Regions from separate parts of the Mus musculus genome. Here regions 1 and 2 are each linked to region 3. The links are chromatin contacts, called in public Hi-C and HiChIP or PLAC-seq maps. All regions are on one chromosome and are shown on one strand. The core of a region is the stretch at or near the end of the contact, and the rest is flanking DNA. Distances in the headings are between cores, read along the strand shown.

Evidence for each region. Hi-C and Micro-C count contacts between places; a contact is called where the count stands out from the background. HiChIP or PLAC-seq counts read pairs in DNA pulled down with a chosen protein or histone mark.
Region 1: a contact with region 3 is called in a Hi-C map of liver, with 2.6 times the contacts expected there. The contact joins the enhancer-like site here to the promoter of A930002C04Rik in region 3. A contact is called at or near these places in 16 of 484 Hi-C or Micro-C datasets (the G1E-ER4 cell line, cortical neurons, embryonic fibroblasts and 6 more), 1 of 115 datasets of contacts at active chromatin or transcription factors (embryonic stem cells) and 1 of 9 other capture datasets (liver).
Region 2: an H3K27ac HiChIP or PLAC-seq map of heart atrium shows a contact between it and region 3, with 5 read pairs. The contact joins the enhancer-like site here to the promoter of A930002C04Rik in region 3. A contact is called at or near these places in 18 of 484 Hi-C or Micro-C datasets (the CH12 cell line, adipose-derived mesenchymal stem cells, astrocytes and 12 more) and 15 of 115 datasets of contacts at active chromatin or transcription factors (astrocytes, cardiomyocytes, differentiating embryonic stem cells and 10 more).

What each region holds. Positions count from the first base shown.
Region 1 is chr13:47,075,377-47,079,576 of GRCm38.p6, forward strand. It overlaps Kdm1b (lysine (K)-specific demethylase 1B), which reads left to right. Exons shown (of 21, transcript NM_172262.3): 17 at 2,007-2,123; 18 at 2,892-3,017; 19 at 3,807-3,923. Among named protein-coding and RNA genes, the nearest start is that of Dek, 29 kb to the right of the region's middle. Within about 2 kb of position 2,490, at least 3 of the 459 cell types and tissues checked have an H3K27ac peak or open chromatin away from gene starts, as enhancers often do. A contact at or near this core is called in liver, where this site is marked.
Region 2 is chr13:47,263,032-47,267,231 of GRCm38.p6, forward strand. No RefSeq gene overlaps it. Among named protein-coding and RNA genes, the nearest start is that of Gm52039, 28 kb to the left of the region's middle. Within about 2 kb of position 1,565, at least 10 of the 459 cell types and tissues checked have an H3K27ac peak or open chromatin away from gene starts, as enhancers often do. A contact at or near this core is called in heart atrium, where this site is marked.
Region 3 is chr13:47,146,007-47,149,930 of GRCm38.p6, forward strand. It overlaps A930002C04Rik (RIKEN cDNA A930002C04 gene), which reads right to left and starts at 2,664. Exons shown (of 3, transcript NR_126083.1): 1 at 2,460-2,664; 2 at 1,492-1,607; 3 at 1-119. It also overlaps a transcript of Rnf144b not described here.

The DNA.
Region 1 (4,200 bases), core at 1,240-3,739, 71 kb before region 3:
TTCTCTGTGGCTTGCACTGGGTGGTGATGTCACTGTAAGCTCCTACAATAAGGCTCTTCCTAAGGTTGGCATTTCAAGTGCCACCTTTTAAAATTACAACTCAGCTGGCCATTCGACTGAGCTAAGTCTGTCTGCCTACGTCTTGGTGTCTAGGATAAAATGCTACTTGTATTTCCCTGCCAGGTTGCTCCTGCTAATGTTGGCTAGATGTATGGCACTCCTGAGTCCTTGTACCTAGGCCTTCCAGCTGAATCAGGGCATAGCTACAAACTACCCAAATATTTTTATTGGGCGGCTAGCACTCATCACAGTTTGTGTTGGACGTCTTCTCCAAGATGTGAGCGAAAGCTTTCCAGCCCAGGTGGGGAGGTAGAAACCTGTGACAGACTGTAACTTGCTCTCAGCTGCTTCTGCAGAGACTGAGCCTCATTGTCCACCAGGGTGTGTTTATACCACGGGACTGGTGGCTTACTCAAGCGCTTGTACTTTGCTAGGGAGACTTGTAGGTTTAACTTCTTGCTTAGGAGTTGAGTCAGCTGTTGCTAACAACTGCCTTGGTCACGTGGATGCTGCCCACATGTGAACAACTGTAAACTTTAGGAGAGAAGACGCTTTATAATTTGAGACTTTGGGGCATCAGAAAACAGTGACAAAATTCCCAGAACAACTCTGGGCTTGCTTTGCTTCCGGAATCGGTGGTTAAACCAATCATATGGAGGAAGTGCTTGAAGACGAGAGCAGATAGGACGTTTTAGAGTTGAGCTGCATTCCGCCTGCATTCTGTGTCATCTAGTCCTGAGATACTGAAAGGCAGACAGACAGATTTCCCTCCTTCCCTCTCCCCACAGAGCTCCCTTGCCACTGCGGTTTTCCCAAGCAGTTGTACACGAGTCTAGGAAGTGTAGCCCGCCTGACTTTGCCCCTCTGCTGCTGCCTCTGCCCACAGCACAGTGGTCAAGGCCCCTGCTTGTGCTGTAGCAGGGGTAGCAGAGATCCCAGGAAGCCCGGGGGCAAGGCAGGCGTTACCTGTTCTGCTGGTGCAAGTCTTTGTATATGTGGGGTGATTCTGGTGATGAGTTAGCAGTAATAACTTCTTGATTGAGCCATGGTTCTAGAACTAGAACTTTCTGAACAGTAAGGTGAGACCCAACAGTTCTCCTTGATGGCTTGGTTTTATTAGGTGGCCTCATGGATCCTTTTCCCGCAGTGCCCATAGGTCGTTTTAGCCATCTAAGTGCTTGTATTATAGGCCTGTGCTGCCACACCCTGCCGAGTCTTTAAAGAGTTCAGTTTGACCTTTAGGACCACCTGGAACCCCTTGTAGTAAAGCCCTTTCTGCTTTAAAGGTTCGCATGTGGTTCTGTAGCTATAACCCCAGTAACTTGTGACTTGCTTAATCGGTTTTGGAGCATATCGTTGCCTCCTAGTTTTAAGTATTACTCTGAGCCTGAGATTAGTGAAGGCAGGTATTTCCTTTCTGCTATAGGCCGTTGACAGGGATGGTCTTGAAAAGGACAGAACAAGCTGTGAGAATGTCGGGCTCTCCTCCCTCCCTGTCTGTCTTCAGTTTTGGCAGACAAGATCTCACTGTATATCTGATTGACCTAGAACTTGTAATGTAGTCCAGGCTGGCAGGATCATCTTGTCTCCATCTCTGGAGTGCCGGGATCACAGATGTTCACCATCCTGCTTGGCTGGGCATTTCCATACATAGCACTGCTTTTTAGAGCTAAAGTCTGCTACCCTCCTGACACAGCACTCTTATTAGCCACCAGGAAGGGTCTGTATGTGCATTCCTGTGTAGATCCAACATCCACGTACCCAGACACTCTTGTGCAGTGAACATCCTGAGTGGTCCCTCAGAGATTGCAGACCATGAAGTGGAGTGCTGACGGTTTTACGACTGCAAGCAGAGAAGAAATAGATAGTCAGGGCTGGTATGAGCCCCTGGGAAGTGTGGGTAATTCCTGCTGCTGTGTGTGTTACCTGTTCATTGTTTCCCACAGGTGTTAGTCACTGTGCCATTGGCCATACTACAGAGAGGTGCCATCCAGTTTAATCCACCATTGTCAGAAAAGAAGATGAAAGCCATCAACAGCTTGGGTGCAGGCATCATTGAAAAGGTGACCTAAGTTTCCCCTTAGCCTCAGAGTTCAGAGATCAGTGCTGGCTGATAGTTTTGTTTGGATAAGGACCTGTTGTACAATTAGGCAAACAAAGGGGAGCAAGAATAAAACAGAGTGTAAAACAGAGTGTACTCTATACATGTATGAGCTGTCAGATATCCAATTCAGTCCATTAAAAAAATGGGGAAAAAAGATATTAAGAAAAAGTTCAGCCCTAGTTTTTAAAAATTCTGATGTAATTTGGATAAAAAAAAAGCCAACTAGATTCCGTTTTGACTTCTAGGAGCCTCCTAGTCAGCTCTCTCTAACCCTCAGAGAGGGCCTCATGGACCCTAGACTGCTTTCAGACTATGTAGCCTAGGGGTAGACTTGAAGTCCTTGTTTTCCTGCCTCCACCTATCTAGTGCTGAGATGATCAGCACGGTAGTGCCCAGCAGGGGCATGAGTCTGCTTAGCTGAGTCTGGCTTTGCTAAGGTGGCCCTTAGTTTGTTCTGCTTCCATGGCTGTCCTCCCTCCCAGGGAGCCCAGTGGTTTGTTCTTCTAGCCTTTGTGGTCTCCTTTAGCAATGCCATAGGTATTGGAAAGCCTCTTTAGTGGCATGGAACTTGTGGGTAAGTAAGAAGCTCCAAGAACTGCTGAGGTGGGAAGCACGGGCAGTTCTGAAGCAGGCGGGATTGTTTGAGTAGACACACAGGGTAGGTTGCATTTAGAGATGGCCTGTGACTGACAGAGTGTGCTTAGCCATTTCTCTGCTCACTTTCCAGATTGCCTTGCAGTTTCCATATAGATTTTGGGACAGTAAAGTTCAAGGAGCTGACTTTTTTGGCCATGTTCCTCCCAGTGCCAGCCAACGAGGCCTCTTCGCTGTATTCTATGACATGGACTCTCAGGTAAAATTCTGTGGTGTGGTTTGAGGGTTAGGGGTGGGTGTTATGTGCCATGCTCAGGAGGGAATGAAGATTGTGTCAATTCATGGTATGTAGGGACAGTGCCTTGACTGGGGCATTTCCTACGGAGGAGTCCTAGTTCTTGCCTGGCTTTCTCAGAAGTACCAGTTCTGTCCTGGGGTATGACTCAGTGCTCCAGAAACCTTAGTTCAGGTTGAAAGTGAATTGCTCAGGTACGGTCAGCAAGAGTGGACCAGACTTCTTAACTATTGTCTCTACTGAGCTAGAAGGCTGGATACAGGAGGTTCAGGTGCGGACTGATGGGAGGTAGCTGTGTGAGAGAGGTGGAGGAGCCCCAGGAGTACAAAGCCATGAGAAGCTGCCCTGCAGCTGTGCCGCCAACAGAGGAACTTGGCCGCTATTTCCTGCTCTTCCTCACGTTGGGGAAATGACTTAAGGGGGGTCTCACATGGAAGCGATGGGAAGGTTTAATTATCCCTGCAGATTTTTCTCCATCTTTCTGTTGCTTCTTACCCAATTTCATAAATAGCCAAGGGAGGGAACCTTGAATCTGACATGTTATTTCATGAGTGTTTTCTTCTTTCCAGAAGGGGGCGGTAGAGTGTGTGGGAGGGTAAGTAGTGTGCATGCGGAGAACTGATGGGGACAGAAGTGAAGAGAAAGAACAGTGGAATGGAGTGAAATGAGCTTAGGAGAATGAGGCCCTTGTCTGTGGAACTGGGCATTTAGAGCAAGTGTCCTGTGCTTTTCCCTGTGTGCTTGCAAAAGCAGCAGAGTGTGCTGATGTCGGTGATCACAGGGGAGGCAGTGGCGTCCCTCAGGACCATGGATGACAAGCAGGTGCTGCAGCAGTGCATGGGCATCCTTCGGGAGCTGTTCAAGGAGCAGGTGAGACTGGAAGCCATCTGCATTGGGGAACACAGAGGGGTCAAGGCAGGAGGCCACATCGTTCCTCCTTAAAGTTTCCCTTTCTCCACCTTAGTATCAGGCCACAGCCAAATGCCACCGCACAGGTGCTGAGACTTAGTTCTGCCAACTCAAGGTGTCTAGAGTTGGTCTCTGTTGGAGTCCTGTTGTAGATAATCGATATCCTTGAATGCTTTTCCTTCTGTATTCTAAAGACATGCATGGTCACACTGAATTAGGCCTTCTCTACCATCCCCAC
Region 2 (4,200 bases), core at 315-2,814, 120 kb after region 3:
CCAGTTTCAGAGCCAGCTCTTGCCCTGTGTAGGCTCCCGAGTCTGTCACCTCGATCTTTCTCACAGTAGCCCTTCCCCCAGCATTTCATACCCAGCCTCTACATCCTTTGTCCTGAGTCCTCTGTGGGTCAAGGGTTCTACTACATTCCGTGACTTTTTTTTTCTCCCAAGTGCTTCCCCCTTGATGTCTCATCTCCGTGATTTCACTCAGTCTGTTGGTTTTCTTTCTCTCAATATTTGCTCCAAAAGCGTTTGACATTTCCATTTCCAGATTTCTCCTGAGGAATGAGATTCAGAAACAGGTCTTGTTTTCTCAGTGCTGTGATGGGCGGTAAGAGTCCAGAGTTTTCTAGTTATAGAATGGATGGCTTATGGTGCCCTGGCTAGCTTGTCTCCTCTCACAGGGTATGCCCCTTATGGCTCTGGTCCCTCCATTTTTATTTTTATTAGGCATTGTAGTCTTTTTATTTTTTAAATTTAAATTTTTTTTTTTTCGAGACAGGGTTTCTCTGTGTAGCTCTGGCTGTCCTGGAACTCAGTCTGTAGACCAGGCTGGCCTCGAACTCAGAAATCCACCTGCCTTTGCCTCCCAAGTGCTGGGATTAAAGACGTGTGCCACCACGCCCGGCCTTTTTTTTTTTTAATTAAATGAAATTTATTGGAGATAATTTTGACATGAACTTAACAGAGTCTGTCCTGTCCTTCCACCATGTAGGTCCTGAAGGCAGAGTTCAGGCTGTTAGAGTTGGTGGGGGTGGGGGTCAGGAGTGGCAAGGTGTGGAGCAAGCACATTGAGCTATCTTAGTGGGAATTATAATTATTTTTTAACCCTGCAGAACTGGTTATAATAGCTATATAGTACAGTACATGTGATATATAATATGTAATGGTATAACTGAAATAGGTTACAGAATGGAGTGCATTCTCCGTGAGATGCCTAGGATGCTACTGATTTCAGACAACGTTCCCAGAATTGAGATCGTTTATAATTCCTGTTGGGTCTCAGGTAGCTTTCTGACTCCTGGTTTTAGCAATGTGAGCAGGTGCTGTGGGGTCACCTGGAGTCCCTTGAGCATGGAAAGCTCCCTTGGGACATAGGAGATTACATAGTCAAAGATGGCCATCCAGTGGCTTAGGACCTAGCTCCACTGATACAGTGCTTGCTTAGCATGTGTGGAAACCTGGATGTAGTCCCTGCTACCACATACACAGGGTGTGGTTTCTCAAGACTATAATCCCAGCAGGTGGAGACAGGAGGATCAGAAAGTCAAAACCACCCTCAGCTAGATAGCAGATTCGAGGCCAGCCTGAAGCACGTGACACCCTGTTTATAAAAAGAAAAAAGAAAGGTCATTCAAAATCTCTGTAGCTGTCACTTGGCCGAAAAGGGACATTCAAGGAATATATGGGACAAGACATTGATGCTTTGGGGGTAGTGGGAAAATGTCAGCGGTGACGTATACGCTGTAAGCCAATTAGGAAGCATGATGATAGATGACCAATGGTGGACACGCATTCTGAAAATGTCCCTCCGCCGAGGCTGGCAGAGCTGTAGCAGACATGAGCCAGGACCTCCTCTTGGGCTTCTTCCAATGCTTGTTCTATTATGGGATACTCAGACAGAGAACTGGATAGCCTGGCTTTCCTTCCAGGATGCTCCCAAGCTTCAAGTGGATTCGTTTCCAAAGGCTAGACTCCCCAAACTTGACAAGGTTGCTTTATACATTTTTGGCTTCTTTGTTTCCCATATACGGTGACATAGAATTTGATTGGGTATTTTGAATTTCTAGGCAGTAATATTGAAATGGGGAGGGGGAGAGAAAGGGAGCTGAGGATCCATGTGACAGAGGGCCAGGGACATTCAAGGATGTTAACAGCCCAAGGGTTTGTTCATTCCTCGGGGCTCTCGGGGCCCCTACCACAGTAGAATTTCCTGGTGGTGTGTATGTGCCTGGCAAGTGGTTTGCATCCCAGCCCTAAGTTTGGAAATATCAACTGTACCTGCAAAGACAGTCTTAGGAGCATATGAAACACATCCTTTTACTTAAAAAGATCAGAAGGGATGCTTCATTCTGACTCCAGTGTTGACAAGCACTTTCAAGGGTGATACATAACCTGAATTGTTTATAGCTACTATATAGTCCTATTTTCTCATAGCAGTGATCACAGAATAACAAGACGTGCCATTTAGACTTATTTTGTGGTGCTTTGGTGTCCCCTTCTAGAATAATATTTGCATCACTCATGAGGCATAAATGTCACTATCTTCTAAATGATGGTTTAGCCAACTTTGATGACAGTGTGGGAAATGCTGGGCTGACTTCTGAACCTTGGTAAACTCTGTAAGTTCCTTGTTAGCTTGTTGTTTCTCACGTCTGTCACATGAGGGATGCTCGATAAACATTCAAGGGCTCGAATGCATGATGCCGTGTCTGGGCGTTTCAACTGTATCCTTTAAAAAAATAATATTGGGATTCCTTAAGAGTTTGGGCTGAATCATTTCTGATTCTGCAAAAAAAGAATATACATGATATAAAGCTTTTAGTGAGCAGGGGTAAGGTGGGTAGGTGGGGTGAAGGGTAGGGTGGAATGGGGTGGGACTGTCCTGCAGTATGGGCCATTGGCTCTGCCTGGCTTCAATGATATAGTTATGATGTCAGATCTATATAGCAAATAATATTTTAGTGACTAGTTTTATCTTTTCCTTTAAAAAAAAGATTTATTTATTTTATGTATATGAGTACACCGTAGCTGTCTTCAGACACACCGGAAAAGGGCATCAGATCCCATTACAGATGGTTGTGAGCCACCATGTGGTTGCTGGGAATTGAACCCAGGAGCTCTGGAAAAGCAGTCGGTGCTCTTAACCACTGAGCCATCTCTCCAGCCTTTTTCTTTTCCTTTAATAGAACAGACACGCATGCACGTGTGCATGCGCACACACACACACACCTTTGAGAAAGCTGTTGCTACTGAAATTGTATGCGAAATAGTATTCTGTGTATTTTTTCTGGGAAGACATACGTTTTAAGAAGCTAAACATAAGATTAAGTAATTAGTAAAGTCACTTATTTAAATTTTGGCAAAAAGGTGCTTTTGCATAACATCGAAATCAGAAGAAATATTGCTTTTGTTGTTTTTAAATAAAGCAGCACATTTATTTCATTTGCTCCTAAGGCTGAATTTTCAGGCACAGTTGATATTTCCAAACATAGGGCTAGAACACAAATCTTACAGAAAAGCCGAGGTCTCTCACTGCACCAAAGACTAAAGAGAATATTAACTAATTTTGTATTTACTCAGAGGCAGGAGGAACATAAATGGTCTTTTCTCTGACTACAGCTACCCTGAATGTTTTCTCTTTTCCCTCAGGTTTAGGATGCAAAGTCATTAAATCAAGGGTTTGTTTTCTGTTTTTAGAGGTTTTCACTGAATAAACTAGTGGGTGTTTGCCCGTGTCTGAGACAGTTCCCAGACCTACATGCCCGACTTTGGCAATCCAAGCCCCGAGGCTGCTAGCAAGGTTTACCTTGGCTTGGACCTGGGCCATGTATGACACTAGATTTTCTGGATATCCCAAAGCTGCCTGGCCAATTAGATGCAAATGCATCCGACACACCCAGAGCAGGTACTGGTGGCCAAGTTTCCACCGGCGGTCACTACTGATCGGTGCCTTTGGTTGCCTGTACATTGAGAAACACAGAAGTCTTCACTAACCTTTCATCTTGGACTTGGGCTAGTGGAGAGGAGACAGCCTTGTACAGAAATTCAATCTCTTGCAGGAGGAATGGTTATCCGATATCAAGTGGTCAGCCCTGAGATCATAGACATACAGATAACATTACAAGGGCTGAAAGGGTTGTATCTATTTATGCGCATATTAAATATACGCAATAACATAATTATATATAAAATATGATATATAAATAATAAAGAAAAAAGAGACTGAATTTGTGAGAGAGCAGGGAGGGTGTATTGGAGGGAAGAAGAATGGAAAGGGGGGAAATTATGCAATTATAAGTTCAAAAACAAATTACTATAAATTAAACAATAAATTCATTTTTTTTGAGTCGCCACTTTTGTTTCCTTTTTGTTCATGTATATGTGTGCGATCTGTGTATGTGTGTTTATGTACATGTGCATGAATTGGCCAGGGTTGACATCAAAAGACTTCCTCTATTCCTCCTATATGACAAGAGC
Region 3 (3,924 bases), core at 1,414-3,913:
GATGGTGTTTTGCATCTGCAGGTATCAGTTGACTCTGTGGAATGCTCTAGTCCCGGGAACAGGCCAGGCACTGTAAGCCCTCGGTCTGCGAGTGAACTGAACCGCAATCCCTGAGGTTCCTAGAGAGGTATGAGAAGCATGTGGGGTGAGGTATTTTACTGACTCCTCTGTGCCACCAGGCCCAGCATTCAGCCGAGCCCAGCCAGCATCTACAGATCAGTATTTGGGTGGCTTTCATTGCTGGGCGTGAAAGTAGTGGAATGTAGTCAGAGATATGCCCCCCCCCCCAAATGTGTGATCTGACAGGATGAGCAACGTGTACACTTGGCAGAATCATTTTCAGGGGAACATGTGCTACTCATCACCGTCTTTGCTACTCAGCTTTTGAAATACGAATCATTGTTCTCTTATTATTATTGTAGCCATCTCTGCAGCAGGCGAAAATATTGAGAAAGTCTTAATATCTACATTAGCCTTTCAGCCAGCGAACCCAGGCACAACACGCAGGGTAGGGTTCTAGCCTGAGGATCCTTAGCATTTAAAGGAGTTGCAGATGCTTCCACTCACACACGGGGGTGTCCACAACACACTTAAGTGGCTGTCTGACACACCCTGAAGGGTTGTTAACAATAATAGGTTTGACATTTGGGAGGGGAAAAAAAAAAAGAACCATCAAAGTAAAAGCCATTTTAAGAGCAGGGAGGGAGTTATTCTTGCATAAGTGTTCTGTTCCATTAACTCTTCTCTGTTGGGCTCAGAGGGCAGCAGCGAGCCACCTCGGTCAGCTGCTGCTAAGTGTCACTTATGTGGAGCCCCTGGTCCCTTTCCATTTTCAGAACAAGAATAGGAGTAATTATAGCATCCCCAAATATATTTACTCTGAAGCAGCAACCTCCTCCGCCCCCTGCTTGGGAGTGACAGAAGATGGAATTTTGTCACTTAGGAACATTTTTTTTTTTTTTTTGACATTGGATGTGGAATTGAAACCTCAAATATGATTTTAAAGCTCGCTTAAAACAATCCGCTATTTTAATAGTAATTTAAGATTACATGTATTTGCGTGTGGCCTTTCCTGTGTGCCTGTGGAGGTCAGGACACCATTTTGGGGAGTGGTTTTCTCCTACAGTCCTGTGCGTCCCTAGGATCAAACTGCTTGGTGATAGGTGCTGTCAGGCCTGGTGGTAGGTGGCATTAGCCATCGAGCTAGCTGTGACCATTGTGATTGCCCATCTGACACACTCTAGAACCACCTGGAAAGAAAGCCTCTGACGAGGTTGATCTATAGGCAGGACCGAGGGTGGGATCATCCCGACTGTGTAATCGAGGCTGGAAGATGCCATCGAAAGGGGAGGGGCTGCACTGTGACTGTGATCCAGGATGGTGTAAAAATGGGGTCAGTGAGCCGAGCACACACAGGCCTCAGCTTCTGACTATGGATGTGATGTGTTGAGGTCCCTTCTCCCAGGACTTCCCCCAAATGATGGACTGCACCTGGAATTATACCCTTCCTCCCGTAAGTTGCTTTGGTCTACATGGGTGTCTTGTCCGCACACCACTCGAATGCCTGGTGCCCTCGGAGGTCAGAGGCGGCGATGGGTTCCCTGAAGCTGTAATTAATAAAAGTAAATGGAGCAAGTAAAGGCAAACTTTGCTTTTAAAGTTAGTGTGTGCGTGGCGGGGTAAGGAGAGGGAGAGAGGGAGGCTCATGTGCACAAATATGGAGGTGAAATAATTGCAGCCATAGTTCTTTATCCCTTGGGTTCCAGGAATAAGTTAAGCCCCGCCCTGACCCCTCCTCCAAATAGAACCCAGGGCCTCACCCACGCTATGGAAGTCTTCTAACACATATTCCAGCCGTGCTCATAGCACCTCACCCAACCCACACAAAACACTTTATATTTTGGAGGCATAGCTTTGCTGTCCTGGAACTTATGATGTAGACCAAGCTGGCTCAAACTCACAGAGATCCGCCTGCCTCTCGCTCCAGAGTGCCAGCACTAAAGGTGTGTGCCTGGCCCCGACAGGTGACATTTTATGATTCATTTGCAAAGGAAATACCATGACACAGCCAGCAGCAGTACTGAACAGTGTACCAAGTTTGAACTAGGAGGTAAGTTTAGGGGTGATGGAGGTGGCAGTTTTGAGAGAATAGGGATTGGTCCTTCCAAGGATAGGAATTTTAGGACAGAGAATAAAATGTGTTGGGCCTAATGTGGCCAGGCCTTCAGAAAATGAAGGTGCTAGCTCAGATTGATCCACACGGTGAAGAATGCAGAGGTTTGGGGTGGGGTGGGGGTGGGGCTGAAAGAGTGTCACCAGACACCTCCCACCCCAGCTGGATGCTGTGTTGTCAGGATCTAAGGCTGCAGGGATCAGGGTCAGCAACGGCAGGGCTGAAAGTGACAAGAGAAGCAGGGCTTGGTGACAAGGACAAACGAAGCCAGAGAGGACCAGCTTACCTTCTGCCCCTACGCAGTAAGATCGGTCAGCTTAAACTGTAAATCGGATGACTTCTTGTTCCACGTTACAGTCTCGTCTTGAAATTAAACATGGTCTCTCGCACTCTAGAAGGAATTGATTCTTGCTTATCTCTCTAATTCCCTTCCCTACAGTTCCACTCCACCTCTTTCTTCCTGAGTCCCAGCCACTGGTCACGTGTATACCAGGGCCTATGCGGCCTCTCCCTCCCTCTTCTTCACGGGGTTGGTTGGCTTTAATTCTGTAGGAGTTTAGCTGTAGCTGCTTTTGCAGGCAGGCTTTTTCCGATGACTCTACCTAGAGTTCTGCTTATTTTCTTAACCACCTCCACAGTCTATAGTTAGCGCGCTCGCGCTCACACCCACGAAAGGATGAATGAGCGAGCAAATGAGAAGATAACACTTACGCCCCTCCCCCTCCTCCTCTCTTTGCAGAATGGTGTAGCTTACTCATTTATTCAAAGTAGTATTGCTTATAGAATAACTTCTGATTACAAAGCAGCCTCTCTGAGCCAACAAGCAAGATATAAGCACCCAAGGAAGAAAACGAAGACCAGTGAAACTCAACAGCCCAGAGAAAATCAGAACTAAGGTCACTTCACTGATTACAGATTGTAAAAATTGTTCATAGCCATTGGGGTCCTATACGGTCATTTAATAAGTGTTTCTATTACGTATTTAAATCAGGTTAGGTATTAGTGTGCTCAGTCATCAGTTCCTTTTCTAATGGTCTATTTGGCTTTTATCTATGTGACTGTATTTGTGCGCGCACACAAGTGTGCAGGTGCCCAGGGAGGGAGGCCAGGAGAGGGCATTGGATCCCCTGGAACTGGAGTCATGAGTGGTTCTGAGCCATCTGGTGGGAATGCTTAGTCCTCTGTGAGAGCAAGTGTTCTTAACCTCCAAGCCATTTTCCCAGCCTCCACATCTTCCGTTTCCTTAAGGCTTAAGACGTACCCAGCTGTTATCTGCAGTGGCTCTTTGGTGCAGTACCTCCCTAGAACAGCTTACTTCTGTTCTGTAGCTCCTGTCATCCCTTCCTTCTATCCCTTCCTCCTTGCTGAACTGTTTCAGTGAATAGGAAAAATATGTAACTATACAAGGTCTATACCAAAAATAAACGCGCGATTACACCCAGATTACAGTACACTAGCCCTTTCCTAGCTGACGCTTTTCTATTTTGCGGCACACGGGTATCAATACCAACCCAATCACCTTCATTCTGCTTCCATAGAGTTGTTTTGTTGTTGTTGTTGTTGTTTCGAGACAGGGTTTCTCTGTGTAGCTCTGGCTGTCCTGGAACTCACTCTGTAGACCAGGCTGGCCTCAAACTCAGAAATCTGCCTGCCTCTGCCTCCCGAGTTCTGGGATTAAAGGCGTGCGCCACCATGCCCGGCCCACAGAGTTTTATAGTGCGAGGATGGACCGGTTCATTATTCATAGAGCT